2 separate regions of the Rattus norvegicus genome follow, and region 2 is linked to region 1. Evidence: chromatin contacts called from public Hi-C data. All regions are on one chromosome and are shown on one strand. The core of a region is the stretch at or near the end of the contact, and the rest is flanking DNA. Distances in the headings are between cores, read along the strand shown.

Region 1 (2,802 bases), core at 160-2,659:
GCGGTGGGGGGCCATAAGGAAGTGCAGCTGAGAGTGACTGCCAAAGGGCGTTGGGTGGGCATGGTGGTCCCTGGGGGCCTTCTAAGGAAGGAGCAGCTGACTCGCCCGGAGTTAGCTGCCTTTACAGTTTACATTATGGCAGGTTGTGCTTTCCAAAACTTCTGTCAGTCATAGTCAAAAATGGCCTGAAAATATTGAATGGAAAATTCCAGGGGCAGGCAATTTGTAAGTTATAAGTCACCTCTCAATTGTTTCATGCTGCTGTGTCCTATCCCCCCTGTGTGTGTACCCCCACCCCCACCCCGTGCTGTGACTAGCATATTCACCCCCTTACATGCTGTCCAGCCATCTTCAGGCTCCAGCTGTGCCTAAACTTTTGGAACTAAACTTCATAGTAAAGGCACTCATATAGAAAGCTGACATTTTGTGGCTTAGGGGCATATCCATTGGGTGGGGGCTATCAATAAATTCTCCATAGGTCAAGGGGGCTGTTGTTGTAAGGCTGCCCCAACTCTTGACTCTGATCAATTTTGTTTTCTTAGCACTGGTCCTGCTCAACCACTGTCAAGAACAAAAGAGCACTCCCAATGGCCAACCTGAACACCTTGAAGGTGCTAACAAGTGTCTAAGGCAGAACCGGGACGATCTGGCCCTTCACAGTCTCCTCCTCTCCTGGCCAGAGATGGGTAAATGGCATACAGTAGGCAGATGGGAGATCCCCACAGCTCCTGAAATTGGACCCGTTTGAAGTGTAGAATCAAACAGAAACCACAAAGATGAGCCCCCAGACCTGAGGAGACACAGCAGAGATGTGCTTGGTGGCCAAGAGCCACCTCGGTAGTCCACGAAGAAGTATGTATGGGGTGGGGGATATCGAGAGTGTCCAAGTTGTGACTCAGGGGCACGTGGCACTTGGTTCTCACTTAGCAACAACTGGCCTTCAAAGAGACAATTGAACACCACAGAGCAACTAAAAGGAGAAGAGTATGGTACCACCTGGCATGTGCATGATCCCACAGACATACTTCCATTCATGTGTCACTCACAACATACATGCAGGTCTCTCCTAGGCTACCCACAATAACAAACCTCATAAAATAAATATGTAGGGGAGTCCTGTGCAGACCATTAACCTCAACTGCACAGGGGCGCGCGCGCGCACACACACACACACACACACACACACACACACACACACACACCTACATCTCTGTAGGCCACCCATGCAAATGCACAGGATGCCAGCACTCAGGAGCACACACCAGCAGGCACAGGGACAGATGCTCCTTCTATTCTCCCTGGCACCCACACCGGTGTGTAAATTCACACACTGTCACACTATAAGCACATGCGCTCTGTCACACCGGTCTTGCTCTTGAACATCCCACCCAGGCCATCTAAGGAGCGAGTTCCAGGAGAAGGTGACAGGAGGGCACAAGGCCAGGCAGTGTGGAACCGGGAGGGACACGCAGTGCAGCGGTGCTGCGAGCAGGTAGCTGGGAGCCCCGCGGTGATTACTATGCACCAGCAGCTGTCTCGGCGCGGTGACGGCGCCTCTAATTGATCTCATTATCTCCCCCTCCGTAAGGTGAAGTGCGGCCGCTCGGCGGGGCCCGGGCGCGGGCTGGGGCTGGCTGGCAGGCGGCGGGGCGGGCGGCGGATGAGGGCAGCATGAGATCGTGCGGCCGCCTTGCCACCGAGCGCCACCGGGAGCCACCGGGCGCCGCGCCAGCGAACGTACGCGTGTGTGTGTGTGTGTGTGTGTGTGTGTGTGTGTGTGTGTGTGTGTGTGTGTGTGTGTCTGTCTGTCTGTCTGTCTGTGTGTGTCTGTGTGTCTGTGCGTGTCTGTGTGTGTCTGTGTGTCCGTGTGCGCGCGTGAGCGCGTGTTCGTGAGAGTGCGTGTGACCCGTGAGCTGGCCTGCACACATCCCGGACAGAGGCGGCGTTTTTCTGGTCACTCCCAGAGTCTTTAGTAATTGCATGAATGCTATTATGTCTGGTTTCCCCATCATCACCTTGCTGTCTCTGCAACGGCCGCCGCGCCTACAAGTTCCCCCTCACACCCTCTCGCCGCGCCCCCCCCCCCCAAACCCAGGACACCCCGCTCCTGTTAGAACTAACAATGATCCTCAATTAACCCTGTGCCCAGGGCCGCCCGCGTGTGAATGGGGCGCTCTTCAGGCTTATGGCCGCGGAACCCCGCTGGGCCCTGGGCCAGCCTCCCTCCCCCGCAAGACCTGCAGGGGGCTCAGGGTAGCAAGGCTGCTAGCCTTGCCTGGCTCCACAACCCACCTCTCCCTGCTGAGGAGAGAGGCCAGAAACAGCCTGAGGAGTTGCAGGAGGGGGGCCAAGAGAAAAAAAAAAAGGAAACACTCAGTTTGTTGTGTTTTCTTGGGGTTTGTTTTCTTGCCAAAAAAATTACCCCCTTTGTCTTTGCGCAAAAGAGGCAGTGCGGGCACCTTCTGCTGGGCGCCGACACGGTGCCAACGCGCCTTGCTTAAGGGCGGCTTCTGTTCCTTTTCTAGCCTCCCCAGATATATTTTTAACATACAAAACACTATATTTAATTGGTTATAGATCTCCGTTCTCTTAGCACTACTGGATATCACAGAAAAACACATTAGTACAGAACAATTAGTACAGTGGCAGTAAACAACTAAGGCACTATTAAGCTGTGGGTGATTAAATAGTATTACTTTTTATTTTTTTATGGTGCCAGACTAAAAAAAATGGAGGAAATATAAAATATATATATTTTTTCATTACTATCCATAAAAATATATAAAAATGTAAATATAACAG
Region 2 (2,802 bases), core at 89-2,588, 150 kb after region 1:
CCCCGCCACCCCCCTCACACACACTCCGCCGCACTCCTCCACTCTGATTGGCCTCGCGTTTCCAGCTCGGGACTGGCCGGCTCATTTCCCTCCATAACCTGTTACTTATTTATTTATTTCTGTGTCTCAGGCCCCCGCGGGCCCCCGGGACCTGGGCCGGACTGGGGCAGGTGCTGAGGGCGGCGCACACGTGTGCCGGTGCCTCTAAGGTCTCGGGGTCCCGGGATCGCCCCCCAGGCACCTCGCAGGGCCTTGCCCGGCTCTTAGGACGCAGGAAGCCGATGCAAACACAAAATGGCAGGTCTTGGCCGCTCTCTACAACCGCAAGTTAGGCACCCCGTAAGCATCAGCTAACTTTGATTTTTAAAAATAAAATAATTGCCAATTACCCCCTGATTCCCAGGTAGTGCAGATCGCACCACGCACGATGGCGGGGCGGGGGAGGCGAAGGTAGCCGGGGACCGCCCCCCCCCCCCAGCCCCGGCACTGGAGCAAACGGGTAAAGTCGCTGGAGAAGTTTCCGCCGCGCAGCCTCCCCTCTCTCTTGGCTCCCCCGGCCCCCGACCCTACGGAAAGTTTCCCGGCTGCGAGCAGAGGCCGGGAGCGCAGGAGGGAGGCGCGGGCCAGGCCGTGTGGACGCCGGATCCCACTGGGGCTCTGAGCGCTCGGCCCTCGGGACTCCCTTTCAAAGTAACGGTCCCGGGACTGCGGCTGCGGTGGGGAGGCGGCGGCCGGGGCGCGGGTCCCGCTCTCCGCCGAAGTTCTCCAGCGCCATTCGATGCCGGGTGGCCGCCTCTACTCGGTTTTCCTCCTCCTGTTTTTTTTTTCTTTTTTCCACATACCCCCCCCCTTTCCTCTTAACCCCCGCTGACAGCTTCTCTCTCCAACGTCACAGCCACGGATATTTAATTAGACCATATTTTTTAATCGCGATGGGGTGAGAAGCAACCGGGTTACAGGCCTCGCCTGGTGGGGGGAGGGGGAGGGGAAAAGGGGGGTAGAGAACCACGCCAAGTGTCCAAACTCACTTTGCCACCTCCCAGAGATCAGGGCCGCCCCCACCACCACCTGGCACCCGCGCGCCCCTCCACTCCGCCGCCCCCACCCCCAACCCCGGCCTCCCCACCACCTTTGTTTGCCTTACCTTAAAACATTAAACGCGGGCGTCGGGAGCAAACTCGGGCACGTAAACCGAGCGTTGTAAAAGATTGTGTTCAATGAATAATGAAACATGTCCACATGATTGACTTGATCATTTTCCGGGGCTGAGGGGGGACGGGCGCCCAGCTCGCGCGCCTCAGTCGCCCACTCGCCAGAGCCCGGCCAACTGCTCTCAGCCTAGCCTGAGCAGGGCAGGCTCGCTTTTCATCAACCTCATTTCAGAATCGCCCCGTTCATTGATACTCATCATCCAACCCCAGCAGACATCCCATCCCCTGCTCGGCCTCCCCCTATCTGGTAGGTGAAATGCATTGTACCATTAAAAAGGATCTCCATTGTCGCCCTGGCGTAATTCACAGCAACTAGATAGGTCTTTCAGCATTTAGCTTTGATGAGCCGGAGACTGAACCCTTGATATAATAATCTACAAAGAATGGTGTGTGGTCGTCCATTTTTTCTCTCTGTCTAGCAACTAAGAAACCATTTAACACAGCGCAGCTTGCTTCTGACCTTGAGCTCATGTAAACACACTTATTAAAATCTATCTATTCTCCAAGAGCTACATTCTGATTGTCAGACTCGTTACGGAGACATACATCAGCCCCTTCGCTTGTCACTACTTTGCATTCCTGCCTTTAACTAAAGAATTTTTTATCCAGCCGAGAGGCAGAGAGCGATTGCCACGGAAAGAGAGGAGAGAGAGAGAGAGAGAGAGAGAGAGAGAGAGAGGGAGAGAGAGAGACGCGGAAAGGGAGAGAGGAAAACGCGTAATTCTTACCTGCTCCTCAAACTATTTAAAGTCTGTTTCTTTTCTGGGGTGAAAAAAAAACTCCCGGGTGAATCTCGGTGGACAGCGGGACGTGGAGAATCAGTCACAGCCCGGGCGTTTAAGGGAGTCATCAGCGATCAAATGACGTTGATCCGCGCTGTAACCTTGTGGCGTATTTAATGTAAATAAGGCCGTTATGTTGCCAATCGCCGCGATACAAACACCGAGAGGTCCTCAGCCTCGCCTCCCGCGCCTGCCATTAGAGGCGACTTTATTTACAGACACTATTTAGGAGATCATGATAATTCTAAAACAATACTAGTGCCAAATGATTATGAAAATATGATTTTAATTAATCACGTAGTAGGCAAGGAAATTAGCATACGGTAATTAAACTTCGAGAAAAACGTCATGCAGGTTCTCTGCCTTATGGGTCCAGAATAATCATCGCGGTGGGCTCCGAGACTTAATTACGAAACAAAATAACTTTTTTAAAGGCAACTTTGCAAGGCTGGTCCTCCAGGCGAACGTTTGGGTAAATAATACAAGCCGAGGTAACAAAGTGGGGGTTTCAGTGGTGCCGAGGAAGCGGGGAAAGATGGGGGGGAAGCCGAATAATGCAATTACGAATGCTCTGTCCTAGAGTTGACAAAAGCTGGTGCCTCAAAAGCCTCTTTGTTATGGGATTATATAATGATCCTGGTGTCATTATGGGTGGGGAAAAAAAAGAAAAGAAAAGAAAGAAAAAGAGAGGGAGAGAGAAAAGGTTCAATAAAAATAAAAGAAGTGTGCAGAGACACCAACAAGCAGCTTTTAAAGAAAGGCTGGCATGTGGCATTGGGTGTGCTGATATGAGGACAAGGTCCTACAGA

What was found. Hi-C and Micro-C count contacts between places; a contact is called where the count stands out from the background.
Region 2: a contact with region 1 is called in a Hi-C map of frontal cortex, with 2.2 times the contacts expected there. The contact joins the promoter of Zfp536 here to the enhancer-like site in region 1. A contact is called at or near these places in 1 of 12 Hi-C or Micro-C datasets (frontal cortex) and 1 of 1 datasets of contacts at active chromatin or transcription factors (oligodendrocytes).

What each region holds. Positions count from the first base shown.
Region 1 is chr1:99,447,877-99,450,678 of GRCr8, forward strand. The region is part of intron 3 of Zfp536 (zinc finger protein 536); the gene reads right to left. Among named protein-coding and RNA genes, the nearest start is that of Zfp536, 150 kb to the right of the region's middle. Within about 2 kb of position 1,410, at least 31 of the 93 cell types and tissues checked have an H3K27ac peak or open chromatin away from gene starts, as enhancers often do.
Region 2 is chr1:99,597,705-99,600,506 of GRCr8, forward strand. It overlaps Zfp536 (zinc finger protein 536), which reads right to left and starts at 1,339. Exons shown (of 7, transcript NM_001427135.1): 1 at 1,145-1,339.